2 separate regions of the Rattus norvegicus genome follow, and region 2 is linked to region 1. Evidence: chromatin contacts called from public Hi-C data. All regions are on one chromosome and are shown on one strand. Each heading gives the region's core, a stretch centred on a gene start, on an enhancer-like site or on the middle of the called end of the contact. The rest is flanking DNA. Distances are from core to core; before and after follow the strand shown. Region 1 overlaps LOC102548571 (a long non-coding RNA gene). Region 2 holds the start of Selenop (selenoprotein P).

Region 1 (2,700 bases), core at 54-2,553:
GCAGGTGGGAGAAAGGCAAGACAGGACAGGCGAGGCAGGAGGCGGGGCAGGTGCTAGGCTCTTCCTGTTCACCACCGACTTCACAAAGTCATCACCCCATTACGCCACTGCACAGGTCTCCTTCCTGACTGCAGGGGTCTCTTTGACCTCCAAAGACAGTTTCGTTCAACACAACTAAGTGACCAAAGTTGGTTCATTCCTTGGGAGTCTGCCCACGACTTGTTTATTTTAGGCATATTTAAGCACACCAAGTCTAGTGATAATTAACTCAATCTTGTGAACATGATTAAGCATGTATAAATCTGAGGAACAGTAAGCTAAATAAAGATTGGTCATGACCACACGAGACTCTTTGTAAAGTAAGTGTGCCACTTTCTGTAAGATAGGTTCTGGAGATTGGCCGAGAAGAGCAAGGGTCTGTGGGAGGGTCTGGTGTGATCTCTGGCCACATAGACAGCACAAAGGTCACCAGGCTAGAATGCACATCTATCCTTTCACTCCCAGCCTTCTGGATGGAAAACAGGTACAGCATTCCTTCCCTTGAAGGAATAACCCTGTAAGCTGACGTTCCTGGTTCCTCTAGCACGTATTGATAGGTTGTTTCTCTGCTGCCAGGGAAATGAGCCAATTCAAACCAGATTAGATTAGATTATAGGCGGGTTTATTGGGAAGCTGCTCTCAGGTGGGCAAGTTCACTGGCCCCAAGGATTGAGGCCAGGGGAGTCACCATGGGGAAAGTGGAGGGGAGGGAGAGAGAGAAAGAGAGAAAGAGAGAGAGAGAGAGGAGGAGAAAGAGAGAGAGGAGAGGGAGGGAAGAAAGTAGGGAGAGAGAGAGAGAGAGAGAGAGAGAGAGAGAGAGAGAGAGAGAGAGAGAGAGAGAGAGAGAGAGATCTGGATTATATAAGGAAGAGCCTCTGGGGAAATGCTGCCCAGCCTCTGGGCTGGAAAGTTCAGGGTTGGCAGGGTTGGGGGCAGGATACACCAGGTAGGGATTGAGGGATGCTGGAAGAACTAGAGAACCAGGTCTGCTTTGGTATGTAAAATATGCACCTCAGTCCCTTGTCCCTGAAACCAAACACTTGTCTGTGACCACAAGGACCTCTTCACCACATACTTCCGGTTTCTCTCCTCTCTGTGGCTGGCACACACACCACTATTGAATGTTGTCCTGGATTGCCTGCTGCATCAACCACTTATCTTTATGTTTTCCCTCTCCTGATTTTAAATCTGCTGACTGGGGCCCTGTGAATAAGATTGACAGATGATTGACCAGTAAAACAAGCACAGGTATTAGCATGTACGCTGTGTATTCATGGGGGTGGGGATGGGGGTGGTGGGGTGGGGCTAGTGACTGAGGGATGAGTACAGCCTGAACTCACACAGAATCTCCCGAGAAAACAATGGTCTGGTAGAGAACTGAGAAAACAAAGGGGAAGGATCTTGAGCTTCCAGACTGGCTCGGGCTGCAGAAAGGAATCCTATGTGGGTGACCAATGGAGATAGAGACCAATTAGCTGGGTCTGCCACAAGTATTCTTCTGTCCCTTTCTCTGAGTTGATAAAGCATGGAGTTGTTCTGAGCCATAGAGGAAACAAACCTAAAATAAAACTGAAGAGAAAGAAAGAGAGAAAGAAAGAAAGAAAGGAAGGAAGAAAGAAAGAAAGAAAGAAGGAAAGAAAGAAAGAAAGGAAGGAAGGAAGAAAGAAAGAAAGAAAGAAGGAAAGAAAGAAAGAAAAGAAAGAAAGAACTGGCAGAGAAGGGGAGGCAAAAGGATATTACTGTGTCTGCCTTTTTAATTTGCTTTATCTTACATCAGCATGTGAAAGTGGCATGCTTTGGGGTGATGCATTCTGCCACTTCTTCTGAAAGAGAAAATTACATAATTTTGTGGTTCTCTCACTTAGGTGAAAAAAGCAAACAATAACAGTCCCCAAGGGATGGACACTGAGGACACCAGAGTAACCCATTCAAAACACTTAGGACCCAGCTAGCAAACAGCAAATGCTATTAAATTTTCTATTTAAGAAATTCTTGGGGCTGGGGATTTAGCTCAGTGGTAGAGCGCTTGCCTAGGAAGCGCAAGGCCCTGGGTTCGGTCCCCAGCTCCGAAAAAAAAGAACCAAAAAAAAAAAAAAAAAAAAAAAAAAAAAAAAGAAATTCTTTGAATTTCCCTTATGGAGGGAAAAGGAGGGTAAAGAAGAGTGAGGGAGGGTGAGGAAGGGTGAGGGAGGGTGAGGAAGGGTGAGGGAGGGTGAAGGAGGGAGAGGGAGAGTGGGGGAGGGGGAGGGAATGTGAGGGAGGGGGAGAGGGAGGTTACAGGTATAAACAGTTATTTGTTAGAATACACTTCCTTCTAGAAATCTGGACATTGTTGAGTTGAGTCTCAATAGCTAATGACACCCAATAGTTGGTTTTGCAGGTAAAGCCTCTTGCCTCCAAACCAGATGACCTGAGATCCATAGGGTGGAAGGAAAGAACAGACTCCTGTAGGTTGTCTTCTGATTCCCACACACATACCATGGCAGGTGAGCTACACACATGTGCACATGCATACATGCACATAACACAAAATATACATAAAATATATGGTAAAAAGAGAATCAAATAGTTTGGAAGACTTGCTTTAAGTGAAGGTGGTGAAGCTGGGCCTACATAGGTCTATAGAGGGACACATTGAAAGGAAAATCACAATGCAAATAT
Region 2 (2,700 bases), core at 178-2,677, 39 kb after region 1:
CATTTCCAAAGGTGTGGGGGAGGGTTGGGGAGGGCTGGGGAGGCTTCCACCCAGGCTGAAAAGCTACAGGCTGTTTATGGCCACTGGGGGAGAATCATTTTTCTTCAAGGGTGTGGCTTGTGTTAGTTGCTAATGCTCCAGGGGATGGCCCCGTGCCTATACAGATTTCAGCAGCCTTAACGGGACTCCGTAGGTTGAAAACCAAACCAAACCAACCAACCAACCAATGAAAAAACAAAACAAAACTAAACAAAACCACATGAAGTTGGGGGGTCTGGGAAGAGTTGGAGTGGGCCGTAGGGGTCGATTCGATCAAAATATATAGTATACATGTATAAAATTCTTAAGATAAAAAAGGGCAAAACTTAACCCTGAAGCAACAGCTAAAAAATTCTGTTGGGATTTATAAGTAGCACTACAGCTTTGAGAAACTGTGCTTTCAGGCCCTGGAGTGGCTCCGAGGGTGAAAGCTGTTGCAGTGCAAGACCTGAATTTGATTCCTGGAACCCAGTTAAAGGGGAAGCCACTTAAAGGAGAAAAGAGTGGGTGCAAGTCCACAAAACTGTCTCCTGACCTCCACATTTGGTCGTGACAACCATGCACTGCTCCTCCCCCATTCCTTAGCGTGTGTGTGTGTGTGTGTGTGTGTGTGTGTGTGTGTGTGTGTGAGAGAGAGAGAGAGAGAGAGAACAGAGACAGAGACACAGCACAGAGAGACAGAGACACAGCACAGAGAGACAGAGACACAGCACAGAGAGACAGAGACACAGCACAGAGAGACAGAGACACAAAAAGAATGAGAATTACTATGTATATTTTAAACGAGGCCTGGTTTCTTCCGGCTTGGAGACTACTTTCTTAGTTCATTATATTAAAGGAAAAACACAAGAACAGAGGTCCCATGGGACTGCATATCAATTGAAATTCAGCTGAGCACAGCCAAACAACGTGGGTCTGCAGTAGCAGGAGACCAAAATAATGTGACAGCAGGTGACTTTTCTAAAGAAGCTTACAGTGTGGGTTTAGCATAGAACTTCCTCACCATAAAGGAAAAGGAAAACAAAATGTTTTTCCTTCTAAAACAGCTGCGTAACTTGCTGGCTAAGCAAATGTTTTTCCCTATTGTAGTTCAGAAAGGAACAGCACTTGGAGGACTTGTCTCCCCTTAGCCCTTCCTTCCACCCTGGACTGTACCATTCATTCTTAGATTACAGGGTGATCAAAAGCAGAAATTAAGTTAGTACTTGTCAAAACTCGTCCCTCTACCCTTTGTAAGCTAACATTCTTCTCGTCGCGGCAACCAGAAACGGTTCAGGGGCTGCTGCGCTTGCAAGGTCGCTGCAGGAGGGAGCACCGAACTTTGGACTGCACCTCAGAGGGCGAGGTAAACAAGAGGGCTATAAATGTCAGTGTCAGCCTGTGGCTTTGTGGATCTGCCCTAACTAGAGCAAAGAGAGGGGAAGACGCAAGCTAGTCTGAAGGGGTTGCGTAAGTAGGACTTGATTCTTTTAGAGTTTGGGAAATATTTTCTGAGGTAAAGTATGTTTCTCCCCTGCCTTAAGATAGGCTTAGTAAAAAGATGACTAATAGACATTAAAAAACATTTTTTTAAAGTGAACAAGAAGTGTCTGGGGAAAATAGTTAACTTTTTGAAACATTCTTTTTATGTTTTTATTGTTGCTGATTTCTGTCCTTTACTGGGCCGTGCTCAGGGGAAGTTGGGGCAATGGAAAATGCAGCTGTTTCTCTCTGCAGGAGACTGTGGTCTCAGATGGACAATATCTGGTTAAATTCCAGGGCTTCCCACCGAAGTTTAGAGTGGGGACAGACAAGAGGAAAAGCTAGTGGATTTCAAGAGCGGACATGGTAAATAGGTGCATTCTACCATACTGTCCAGATGTCCAGGGAAATCAGAAGCAGCTTCAGAGTGGAAAGCCGGGACGGAGCAGACTCTGGCCCCAGTGCAGAAGTGGTCACTTTTAGGCAGTAAGGTGGCGCCCTAGGTGGTCCTTTGGTGGGTAACTTTAAGTAGAGAGTGGAAGCTTGAAGATTGATAAGGGGCTTTAAAATGCTGGTCTGAAGTTCAGAGGAAGAGAATATGTGGCAAAGAGTATGCCTGCTTTCCTTTTAACGAGGTACAATCAAATGTAGTTCTGAACATAAACAGCTAATTCAGGCTTGTGACTGAAGACTAACTGAAGGCTATACCTACTGTCCAGTTGTTACTGGATCTAATTTTGTTATGTGCCTTCATTCAAATATATATATTTGACAGTTATAATTAAAATGCAAAGCTTATACCATAAAAACAGCTTTAAGCAAAGCTGAGCAGCCTATTGATTAATGAAGGACAATTCTGCAGGTGGGATGCATCCTCTCCAGTATCCCCTTTGTCACCAGATCACTCTGGGTGAGGGAAATAGTCTCTCTCCTCAGTGATGTTCGACATGTAGCCATTGGAAAATATTTTCTTTACAGCAGAGTATTAAGGGCCGAGCCCTCATGCTGGAGTTCTATAAGAGCTGAATTTGTGTGTGTGTGTGTGTGTGTGTGTGTGTGTGTGTTAGAGATTTGGCCCAGAGCCTCATGTCAATTTAGTCTAGGGAAGAAATACAAGTTAGACTTCCTATTAAGAAACTGAATAGCTTCCTCCCCCCCTTTCAGAGCATAGAGCATAGAGCATAGAGCATAGAGCATAGA

What was found. Hi-C and Micro-C count contacts between places; a contact is called where the count stands out from the background.
Region 2: a contact with region 1 is called in a Hi-C map of liver, with 2.5 times the contacts expected there. The contact joins the promoter of Selenop here to the enhancer-like site in region 1. A contact is called at or near these places in 7 of 12 Hi-C or Micro-C datasets (Schwann cells, hepatocytes, kidney and 3 more).

What each region holds. Positions count from the first base shown.
Region 1 is chr2:54,186,053-54,188,752 of GRCr8, forward strand. The region is part of intron 1 of LOC102548571 (a long non-coding RNA gene); the gene reads left to right. Among named protein-coding and RNA genes, the nearest start is that of Selenop, 39 kb to the right of the region's middle. Within about 2 kb of position 1,304, at least 39 of the 93 cell types and tissues checked have an H3K27ac peak or open chromatin away from gene starts, as enhancers often do. A contact at or near this core is called in liver, where this site is marked.
Region 2 is chr2:54,224,485-54,227,184 of GRCr8, forward strand. It overlaps Selenop (selenoprotein P), which reads left to right and starts at 1,428. Exons shown (of 5, transcript NM_019192.2): 1 at 1,428-1,488.